2 separate regions of the Sus scrofa genome follow, and region 2 is linked to region 1. The links are chromatin contacts, called in public Hi-C maps. All regions are on one chromosome and are shown on one strand. Each heading gives the region's core, a stretch centred on a gene start, on an enhancer-like site or on the middle of the called end of the contact. The rest is flanking DNA. Distances are from core to core; before and after follow the strand shown. Region 1 has its middle 44 kb from the start of MIRLET7C. Region 2 has its middle 230 kb from the start of MIRLET7C.

Region 1 (5,413 bases), core at 2,289-4,788:
ACACACACACACACACATACACACACCTACACACACACACCTCGGTGTTTTATTTAATAGAAATTCCCAATCAGGTCATCCTAGTTCATTGGCATCTGATTCCTGTCTCCCTTGCCCTTTAATTATTATTTCTTTTCTCTTTAAAAAAAGAAAAAGAAAAAAGTATAACCATAGTTATTGCTACTTTTAACCAAAATTCTCCCTTATATGTATAGTATTCTTTAAAATTGCTTTTTCTCTGTATTTTTGCTGCTTATACTACTATTACAGGCTTTCTTTATTGAAAACAGAAGTATATAATATACATTGTTTGACACTAAAAAGCATGACTCATTTCTGCAAAGGTTAGACAAATGAGCATCCGTCAGATATATTGGGAGATTTTAGCTTGAGTATTTGTGTCTTTTAATGGTTTTGTTATCAGCTACCTTTTTGAAGTTCATTTCTATATAACCCTTACCCTTAAGTAATCTTGTATATTTCAAAACTATTAGTAAATAAAACTTTAGATGTTATTTAGTCAAAGGAAAATTTCCTACTTTAGATCTTAAAATAAATCAATATAAATTCTTTCTCTTAAAATAGACTGGAATGAAAATATTGGGACCCTGTGATCTGTTATTCCATACACTTTTCATGGGACAGTGTAATTCAGTACTGTCCAATAAAACTTTCTTCACGGTTGAAAAGTTTTATAGTTGCATTGTCCAAAATGGTAACTACCAGTCACAGGTGCTCCTGGATATGTGAAATATAGTTAAGGCAACAGAGGAACCGAGTTTTTACCTTATTTAATTTTAATTTGTTATGTACATGTTGTTGGTTGAAAAGTACAGATAAAATAAAACAAAATATGCAAGTAATAATAAACAATATATTCTGCACATCCATGAATTTTGAGTCAAAGTTTGAACTGTCGATCACTTTGTCCTTCATCTTCCTTACAAGTGCTTTTAAGTGCAACTCCCATAACTCTCATAACAGTGAGTTCAAATGGCCTTTCCAAGAAATGATCCTTGCCTTAATAGTAAGGTAGAAGACAGGTCGTATTAAAGTATTTTAGAGTAGTTATTGCTTCCTTTAATTTAATAATACATCATTTGATATAGATCCAGATGTATCGTAGGTATTTTTTTAAGTTAATAGAACAAAACTCAAATAACATCTAAAAATAATTGATCTAGGAAGACTGCACTGCATTGCTTCTTCAAATTAAATATAAAATACATTGAAATTTTTATTTTGTAAATAGTTTGGCTGTAGTCAGAGTGTCCTTTAGGAATGTTTTAGTATTGATGGATAGACGTTTAGAATAAGAAGAGACCTTAATCTTGTGTCTATGACAGCCATAGTTGAACTGATACATCTTCTTTCAAATAAATATTGATTTAATCAGGGCTACATTCCTGTTGGCTCAAAGGTGGTCTTGATAAAAAGCCTGGGCACTGGGCAACTGACTAACTCAGATCCAGACATAAATATTTTAAATGCATGGCCATTCGTTTATAATTATTATTTTTCTTCAAACCTTTCTTCTTTATCTTATAACTCCCTTGGTTAATGTTTTTATGCTTTCTGTTAAGTTAAATAATGTGTGTGTCTTCCCTGTATGTAACATTCAGAGACGGCATGGAATAGGAAAAAACAAAAGTGGTATTTGCATCTGTTGTTTCCGATTCACAGAGCTGGGAGTGAGGTGCTTAAGCTGACTGTCCACAGAGCTAAGATATCAGTAGGCAGTTTGCTGTAAGCACATGTTCAATTATTAAAATAGTCGACATTTTATGTCCGATAGCCATGGCAAGGTCACAACATTAATTTATCCAGAGTATTGTGGGCAACTGTCTAGAAAAAAAAAAAAATAGCGTAAAGGACACAGATGATTCTGGAGAGAGAGAGAGGAAAAAAAAAGATGGATCTGAGCAAAGAGACTTTAGAAATGACCAGTTTAGTACACAGACGTAGAACAGGAAGGAAGTCAGCAGGCGTCTTACCAACAATCAGTATTTTAAACTATGCTGTGTATGCATTAGTTTCTGTTACAGGTTTTCAGTAAATTCTAAGCTCGAACTCTGATCTGGAATCTTTGGTTTCTGAAATCGAATTTCCTATTTTATTTGTTACTTCAATGCTCAGTGATTCTTTGCTCTTTCCCCTGTTCCTTTTTTCCCCTTATCCACCATTCCCCTCCCTCCTCCCTTTTCTGTTTCCTTTTCTTCCTCCCCCTCCTGTTCTTTCCTTTCCTGTATTTCTCTCTCTAGTGAGAGTGTGTAAACTCCAAGCTTCCTCCAGGTGACGGTTTCTTTATTTGTGCTTTTTATTTTTGCTCTTAAGTTTTCCCTTTCCCCCCTTTTTCTCTCAAATCAGGAGCTTGGAGGGGCTGATTGTAAAGGTACATATCCTAGTTCAGTTGCTTCTTTCTCTTTAAGGGTTGTGTGATGTTTTCTTTGGAACCTCTGCAAACGGTTGTCCTTCACGTTTGTTGCCACAGATCTGCTGCCAGACTGCTACCTTAGTTGGTCCTGCAGTGCCGCAGTGCATGATGGGATCTGTCTGTGTGGGTAAACCGAAATTTCTCCAGCACCAGACAGCATTAGAGTTGGCTTGAGAATCATCGTACTTTTTCTATCCTTTGTATCTAGTTCTTGCAAGCTGCGGAGTCACTGATGGCTGGCTCTGTCTGGCAAGTTATTCAGAAATATTGCTTGTGTAGAAAAGAAAGGTAGGCAGTTTACCACGTTCTATCATTAAAGGGAACAGTTGAAGAACAAAGGAACTGGTAAATACCTATATACTGCCTTCTATGTTATGAAACACTGTAGCTCACATACGACTGCGTCCAAATTTTTACTTCTTATTGTAACAATGCACATAGTAGATTGTTTTCACATATATGTGCAAATCCATATTGTAAGTAAACATATCTTTAATCTTTAATATTTATAGCCTGCAAACATTTTCTAGTCTCAAAAACTGATATACATATTCATCAACACGGCTATTTATTATTATTTTTAAAAGTTCTTAAATCGAAAAAGTAAATATATATATATATATATATATATTAATATCCCTGTCGGTTAATTTCATCCCATCAAGTTAGGATTTCAGCGCAGTTTAAATCATATTGATGATTCAGATCCTGGCAGATCTCGTAATTCCTGTGAAATGAGAGCACAGCTAATAAAAATATTAAGCAATTATTTTTATTAAAATCATAGTTTTTTTTCATTAGTAAATAGAAATGATTGATCTTTACAGATCCACCTCAATCATGTGTCTCTTAAGCTGTTTGTGGGTTTCAGAGACAAGTGGAAAGGGTTTTTTTTTTGCTCTTTCGTCAGCCGGGATGGGGGTGGGTGGGAATGAAAGCGTAGAATAAAGTCTAAGACTGCTAAAGATTTGCTGGCATTATTTCTCTATCACGTGTGAGCCTGGCTGCCTGCTTCCTGAGGTAGTGAATCCAGGATGAGACTGTGTCGGAGCCTGTTTCCACAACTGTATTTGGAGATCTGTCTTATTGATTGGGAGTTGGGGGAGGGTGGGGATCGGAGTGTGAGGTGAGGGGTGGACCTGCTGACTACTGGCTCAGTGAAGCACAAGACAGTTTCTTCCGGAAAGATGTCAAACAACTGAGACATAGCCACAGAGGAAGTAGAAATGTGGAAAAATAAGGAGACCCTGGAAGAAATGAAGGCTCTGAGGGCTTTTTCTTTTAACTCCTTTTCTTTCTTTCTGTTGTTTTTTTTTTTCTTCCATCATCTGACCTGCAAAAGCTAGAGTGACAGCGTCATGCAAATACTGCAGTCCCGCAGGTCTGGGAGAGGGTGGATGCTAGACTGTGAGTTAATGTTAATGATGAGCGCAGTGAAAATACCAGCCGCTGCCACCCCCAGCACACAGAAGCGCTCTGAGTCAGCATCAGATGCTTTGCCTCGCCTCTCGCTGGGTGTCTGTATGCCTGTGCGCGCGCGTGCTCGCTCCGGCATCCGTGTCTAGCCGAGGGGAGGGGGTGGCGTGTGAGTGCGTGGAGGGTAAAAGCCAGTCAGTCAGTGAGAAGCAAAGGTACGTTGGAGAGCAACTAAAATCTGACTGATTTCCATCTTTGGAGCATCAGATGTATTCCCTAAGGAGGATGGGTCTCCGTGATGGGGGTGGTATAATTATGTTAATGTCATATTTATGGAGGGGTGAGATTTTTCATTCTAATAATTGGTTGAATGCTATGGTCAAAAATTGTAAAGCCATATTCAGTTTTAAGGAAAAGCATGGACTTATATCTAAGGACTGTTTTATTTTTTTGCTTTTTATGAGTGCTGCTTTTTTGTTTTATTTTATTTTTTAACTATTTACTATTTTAAGCCATAACTGATTCAGTATGGAAAATCAAACGATAAACAGAAAGAGATCTTATATAATGATGCATTACATCATGGAGCAGAATATTTAAAGTCTTAACAAGGCAAAGTAAAGATCTGGACAGAGGGTGGGGGGTGGTGGTTGGAAAGGGGTGTGGTACTAGGGTGGAGGAGGGGGGCCAGTTAGCAAATATTTTGTTCAGTATAGCTTTCCTTGCAGCTTACTTGGAAATGGATGATTCACCTGTTCTACAGGAAAACATTCTAATTCTTTCCATTTTTTTGTTTTTTTTTTTTTTCCTCCTCTTTTCCCTTTTAAGATCAACCACTTCAGAAGAACCAGATTCCACTTCTGTGGCCAGGACTTTTATGTTATGGCTGGTCCGATTGTTTTACCCTGCGTTCTATGCTACTAAACCTTGGATCATTCCTAAAGTACAAATTCTGTTCTCGAACCACAAACAAGGCTAAAAGATCGGAGGAAATTCAGTGAATATGCAGGATGGGGGTTGTGTATTTTCAAAAGTATTGAGCTTTATAATGCAATTATTTAAAAATAGAAACATTTTTTTTAATCATGTTGCCAGCATTTTAAGTTACGTGTTTGTTAAGTGGCATTGCTCAAATAGCTACAGAGTATGCATGGAAATATTGGCTGTCTGAAGAGTTTGGAGATTCAAAGAGAAATAGCAAGCTTCAGAGGTATTAAATTATGACATGCAAAAAAGTTTTTGTTTTATTCTTAACTGCAACAGTATATATTTAAATTAGATTTAAAGTGTTATATGTCCTGGGCCCACCTTAAAAGTTGTGCTGTATAGACTTGTAATGAGAAGCGAAATTTCAATTAGGGTCCCATTAACTGGCATATAATCCTCCTTTAATATAATGGAGGCTATGGTGTTGCTGTACAAATAGTCTAGAAACAGATTTTAACCCATTTTTGGTATCTTTCTTGGATCTAATGGAACGACTCTTAACTGTTTATTATCTGCCTTGTTTCTTACAGTCTTCATTATTTTAAGGTCTGAAATTAGTCTGTAAATGGTCGTCGT
Region 2 (5,721 bases), core at 704-3,203, 180 kb after region 1:
TTAGTTATTTTATTTGTAAGCTTATTCCTTTTTCTTTACAAATGGTTTTTATTGTAATTTAGGCATAGAAAATTACCTCTTAAAATATACCAATCTTGAATAGTACCTGTTATGTCTAGAATAGCTATCACAAAGCCTTCTAAAAATCCTTATAACTTCTAGGGAGAAATGGGGACTATCTTTGAAAACTAATGGTTTTAGCTTTTCTCGCTTTCTTCCCTTGGCAAATTCTAAAGTAATTGGAGTGCATTTGGCCAATAATGTCTAGTTTGAATTTATAAAATATCAAAGTTTTTAGGGAATTGTCTTTCAGCAATGTGAGGCATTGAAAAGAAACTTGTGAACTACTATTCTTTTCTGTCCACACGTGACAGGATCTACTGTTCCTATGGTTAATTCAGTCAAAGAAACCATTTCATCTGAATGTTTGACCAAATGACCAGTGGTTTGACTGAGTTGACAGCCATCGTGGCTGCTCTGGCCGTGCGTGTCCACCCGGGCTTTGTTTGCAAGCTGGCAATCTCTGCACAGAGAATACACAGCATATGCCAGGTGGCCATGTGTCTGAGCAGAGGGAAGGGAGAACAAAGCAAAAAAAAAAAAAAAAAAAAAATAGGCTTCCATTTGGAGCGAGAGGCTTTAAGCCACCCGATTGCCAGTAACATATTAAAGAGAGAAGAAAATGCAATGATGCCTGACTATACTCAACAGTAAACAACTCCAAGCCTGAGATTCAGATCACAAATCTTTCTCTGCTGCTGCTGACAGCCAAGCTAGCTTGAACATGGCTTTGGAGACAAAGAAACCTGCTCCAAAAGAACACAGGAGGGGAGATCCTCACATGTATTTTAACTGACCCCAGAGGCATGTTTTAGGACCTCTTATATCCATTGTGTTGTTAAAAAAAAAAAAAAAAACAACAACAACAACAGAAAAAAAACCCACTTATTTCTCACAGTTCTGGAGACTGGAAGTCTGAGATCAAGGTGCAGGTCCCTTCAGTTCCTGGTGAGGGCTCTCTTCTAGCCTTGCAGACAGCCACCTTCTGGGTGTCCTTACCTGGCCTTTCCTCAGTGTGTGCCTCTCCATTGTATTCTGATATCAGAAACCTGTTCTGTTGAAGATGAGGATGGAGGGAAAAGGTTCTAGAACATCAAAAACAAGAACTTCCGGTTTCTCTCTGTCCTCTTTATCTCAACCCCTGCTTTGGCATTTACTGTGCTTTTCACCAACATCTTCCCCACAAACTGCAGAATAGAGGGGGCTGATGCTAAATGCCATCTCCGACATGGTATTTTGGAAAGGAAGTAGGATGCCATGCGTTCCTTTAAAAATGGAATGGGTAATTTCTCAGCTAAATACAGCACTGCCCTTATTCCCGGCATCGTGCTTTAGGATAAATAAAATGTTTTCTCTTCTGCATCACTGTCTCTTCACTCCTTTGTTGAGCAGTTGCTATGGGCTAGGTGGTGGGTCAGAAGCTTTACCTTCAGTTCAGTGTTTCTGCTCTTCCCAACAGTGCTACTAAGCCTCACTGTGTTTATCTTACAGATTAAAACACCGACCTTCAGAGCAGTTAGTTCACAGGCCCAGGCTCACTCAGCTAATTAGTGTGAGAAACTTAGAAAACAAGGTTATCTCATTTCAAAACTTGTGTAAATCAATTTCATTCACAAATAAGTCAGTCTACAAGAGTCCCTCAGGTGCCCTGTACTTCTACAAGTTGTATCATTCAATCAAACAAAATAAGTCCTCTACCAGTGTATCCTCACTATTTCTGATATTAGAACACTAAAGCTCTCAGAAGCCAGGTGACCCAAGACTGGATCAAAATTCAAATGTGGGTCTACCTCAATATATATTTCACTGTTAGTCTGAAGCTCTGTTGACCTGAACAGAGTAAGTAAGTGCCAAGAGCTAGCTCCACTCTTCTTGCTGGTTTCATGCCATTTTGACGTTAACAAAATGGATGGGTGCCAATTTGAATGGACTTTATCATCACAGGACTCTGTGTTTCTGAATATTTTGTTCCTCTTCTAAGAAAGTATTTATCTCTATTATTCCTGACAAATTCCTTCACAGTCCAGTTCTGTTGTATGTTTTCTGGACTCACTTTTTAATTTAGAGGCAGAACCAGTTGCTCCCTGCTTGTACTCCACAAGCCCTGTATCAAACCTACACTACAGCATTTTGTTATGTTGTACTGGATTGCTTGTATCTGTGTACGGCTCCTCCAGGCAACTTGTGATCTCCCAGAAAGGATGTTTTGTATCATGTTGACCTTGGAGCTGCCAGTACCTGGGTCAGTGTGCTACTGTCATAGATATTAAAAACATTTGCTATGAGAGCATATCATTAAACAATTTAAGAACGAGAACCATCAGAAAAAATACAGGTGTGTCTGTATTTGTGTGTTCAAAAGGCACTGTGGAAAAGGAAGGCATGCCATTTATACTGAAGGAACAAAATTACATTACTCCTTATCTGGCTTTTAAGGCGATTTTGCTGAGCTAAAAATCCTGTATTCGTAGAAAAGCCTTACCTGACTGCCAATATCATCTAAGATTATTAAAGGAAGGATTTTTAAAGATCTAATTTACTTTTTGTCATGCATTGCTTGCTATTTGCATTCCACTCTGGTTGCACATTGAAATGAGACAAGCCTTTATCACCTTTGTGTCTGGTCACGTCTGCCTCCTAGTCTCCCTTGCTAGCCCAGCGCCGCAGTACCAGGCTGTAAACACAGCAGCAAAATGGTTCAGGAAAAGGAAAAGAAAAAAAAGAAAAAGAAAGAAAGCTGCTCTGGTTCACTATTGGATGAAAATATATTGAATGAAAACATTTCTATCAGTAGCAGGCTTTTTATAAATTCTTCTCTTCCTTATAATTAAATTTTCTAAAACGCAGACATTTGGCCTTCAGTATCTCATGGATGCAATATTGGCACCGGATCAGTACGGCTTGCTTGCCAAGCTTGAAAGGGAAAATATAATGGGAAAATACTGTAATTTTACAGTTCTTGTAAAAATGAGGAAATCACAACCTGCACAAAAACCCCAAGTAGTATGTCCCTAAATCTACCCACAGAGAGACCGAGATATATGTTTTCAGCTTTGAGGGTGACTCTAGAAACCTATTTGGGGTTTATTTTAGTTTACCCTAACATAACTATAGATCCATCTCAGCAACAGATGCAGAACATGAACTTTATGTTCATTGGCTCAGGAAATGGAGCTGAGAATTTAAACTCATTTCCATTTTTATGATGTAGTATGACTTTTGCTTCTTTGTTCTGCCATAACAAACTTCAATTCCCCTGAAAATACACTAACTGATTGTGTGAGCTGAATATGGACTTGTTTATGTCCGCCTTATCCACACATGCACCTGACATACTTTCTCTCAGTGGAACAACAAACTGGATTTTTCAAGAGCAGGAGAAAGGTACAAGCCCCATCTAATAAAGTAAATATGATGACACTTGTTTATGGAAGAATCTACTGAACCAAATTAAAAGTGCACTTTTGAGGCATTAGGCATAGGAAATTCAGCATCTACCACATTGATGAAGAATAAATTGCACCAAGCTCCCCGGTGATCATAAAGAAAACTATGTCTGAGCAGGTGCCCTGGGCTTGTCTTCTTTTTCCCATAGAATCCATTTCCCTCCCGTCTCTGACCTCCCTATGCTTGTGATGGTTAATTTTTGTGTGTCGACTTGACTGGGTTAAGGGATGCCCAGCGAGCAGGTAGAACAGTATTTCTAGGTGTGTCTGGGGGAGAGAGAAGCATTTGAATCAGCATACTGAGGAAAACAGACAAATGGCCCTCCCAAATGAGGTGGACACTATCCGATCCACCAAGGTCCCAAATTAAACAAAAATGTGGAAGAAAGATGACTTCACTCCTCTGCTTGAGCTGAGACATTTATCTCCTCCTGCTCTCCCACACTGGCATTCCTGGTTTCGGGGTTTTCAGACTTAGACTGGGACCCACACAGTCAGGCCTTTCAGCCCCTCCAATTTCAGGCCTCTTTGGAATCCACTGGAATTACACCACTAGCTTTCCCAATCTCCAGCTTGCAGCTGGCAGACTATGAGATTTCTGGATCTCCATAACCATGTCAGCCAATTTCTATTAACTCTTCTTTCATATATATATATATATTTATTTGAAAATATATGAAATATATATATACTTATATATATATAAAAAATCAAGAAGAGTTTATATATATATATATATATATATATATATATATACACTCACACACACACACATATATATATGTAATTGGTTCTGTTTAAATTTTAGACCTCCATTATAGTCTCTTATAGGTGACTGCTACAAGCTTCAATGGCCTTGCAGCTCTCCTTGGCTGCAATGTCACTGTAGCCTCTCAATGTCCTTGGGTCTCCTCAAGCTCACCTTCAGTTAGGTTTGGTCAACAAGAGCACTGGCAGGAGAAGAGGGTGGGAAGAGAGAAAAATCTACATTTACTCTCCTTTTCCTTACTGCTTTGGTGCCACATTGTGGCGGTGGCTGTTTCTCTCTATAGCTAATGTTCTCATCAGAGGCTTCCTCCTGGTCCTTACTCCAGGAATCCACCATAACCCTGTGTCCTTCCTGCATTCACTTGACTTTCAGAGTGGCTGAGACTTCCTAGTATTGTTAGAATTTGGGTGCCTCACAAACTCTTGTTTGCTCTCTTATCCCTGTTCCCAACTCTATGTATTATTCTTTTATTAAAAACTTTTCTGTGTCTGAACAGTCACATGTAAATCAAGTTAGAACACACACACACAAAAATAAATTCAAAATGGCTTAAAAGACTTAAATACAGGACATGACACCAAAAAACTCTTAGACGAAGACATAAGCGGAACATTCTCTAACATAAATTGTAGCAATGTTTTCTTAGATCAGTCTCTTTAGGCAAAAGAAATAAAAGCAAACATAAACAAATGGGACCTAATCAAACCTGTAAGCTTTTTCACAGCACTTGAAACCATAAACAAAATGAAAAGACAACCTACAAAATGAAAGAAAATATTCATAAATGATGCGAATGACAGGGGCTTCATTTCCAAAATATAAAAACAGCTTAAACAACTCAATAATAAAAAAACAAACAACCAAATAAAAAAATGGGCAGAAGACCTAAATATGCATATATTTCTCCAAAGAAGACATGCTGCAGATGGCCAACAGGCCCATGAAAATATGCTCAACATCATTACTTATTAGAGAAATGAAAATCAAAACTACAATGAGGTATCACCTCACTCCAGTCAGAATCGCCATCATAAAAAAATTTATAAAAATAAATGCTAGAGTGGTTATGGAGAAAAGAGGACTCTTCTACATTGCTGATAGATATAAACTGGTGAAGCCATTGTGGAAAATAATACGGAGGTTCCTTAAAAAACTATAAAAAGAATTATCATACGATCCAGCAATCCTACTCCTGGGCATATATCCAGTGAAAACTCTAATTCTAAAAGATACATGTACCCTAATATTCATAGCAGCAATATTCACAATAGCCAAGACATGGGAAGCAACCTAAATGTCCATTGACAGAAGAATGGATAAAGAAGATGTGATAATATACACATAATGGACTACTACTCAGCCATAAAAAAGAAATATTACCATTTGGAACAACATGGATGGGCCTAGAGATTATCATACTAATCGAAATAAGTCAGATAGACAAAT

What was found. A called contact is a pair of places that touch in the nucleus more often than the background predicts.
Region 2: a contact with region 1 is called in a Hi-C map of liver, with 3 times the contacts expected there. The contact joins two enhancer-like sites. A contact is called at or near these places in 1 of 5 promoter capture datasets (liver) and 1 of 47 Hi-C or Micro-C datasets (liver).

The regions. Positions count from the first base shown.
Region 1 is chr13:181,344,488-181,349,900 of Sscrofa11.1, forward strand. It overlaps a transcript of LOC106508546 not described here. Among named protein-coding and RNA genes, the nearest start is that of MIRLET7C, 44 kb to the left of the region's middle. Within about 2 kb of position 3,539, at least 59 of the 83 cell types and tissues checked have an H3K27ac peak or open chromatin away from gene starts, as enhancers often do. A contact at or near this core is called in liver, where this site is marked.
Region 2 is chr13:181,530,753-181,536,473 of Sscrofa11.1, forward strand. No RefSeq gene overlaps it. Among named protein-coding and RNA genes, the nearest start is that of MIRLET7C, 230 kb to the left of the region's middle. Within about 2 kb of position 1,954, at least 9 of the 83 cell types and tissues checked have an H3K27ac peak or open chromatin away from gene starts, as enhancers often do. A contact at or near this core is called in liver, where this site is marked.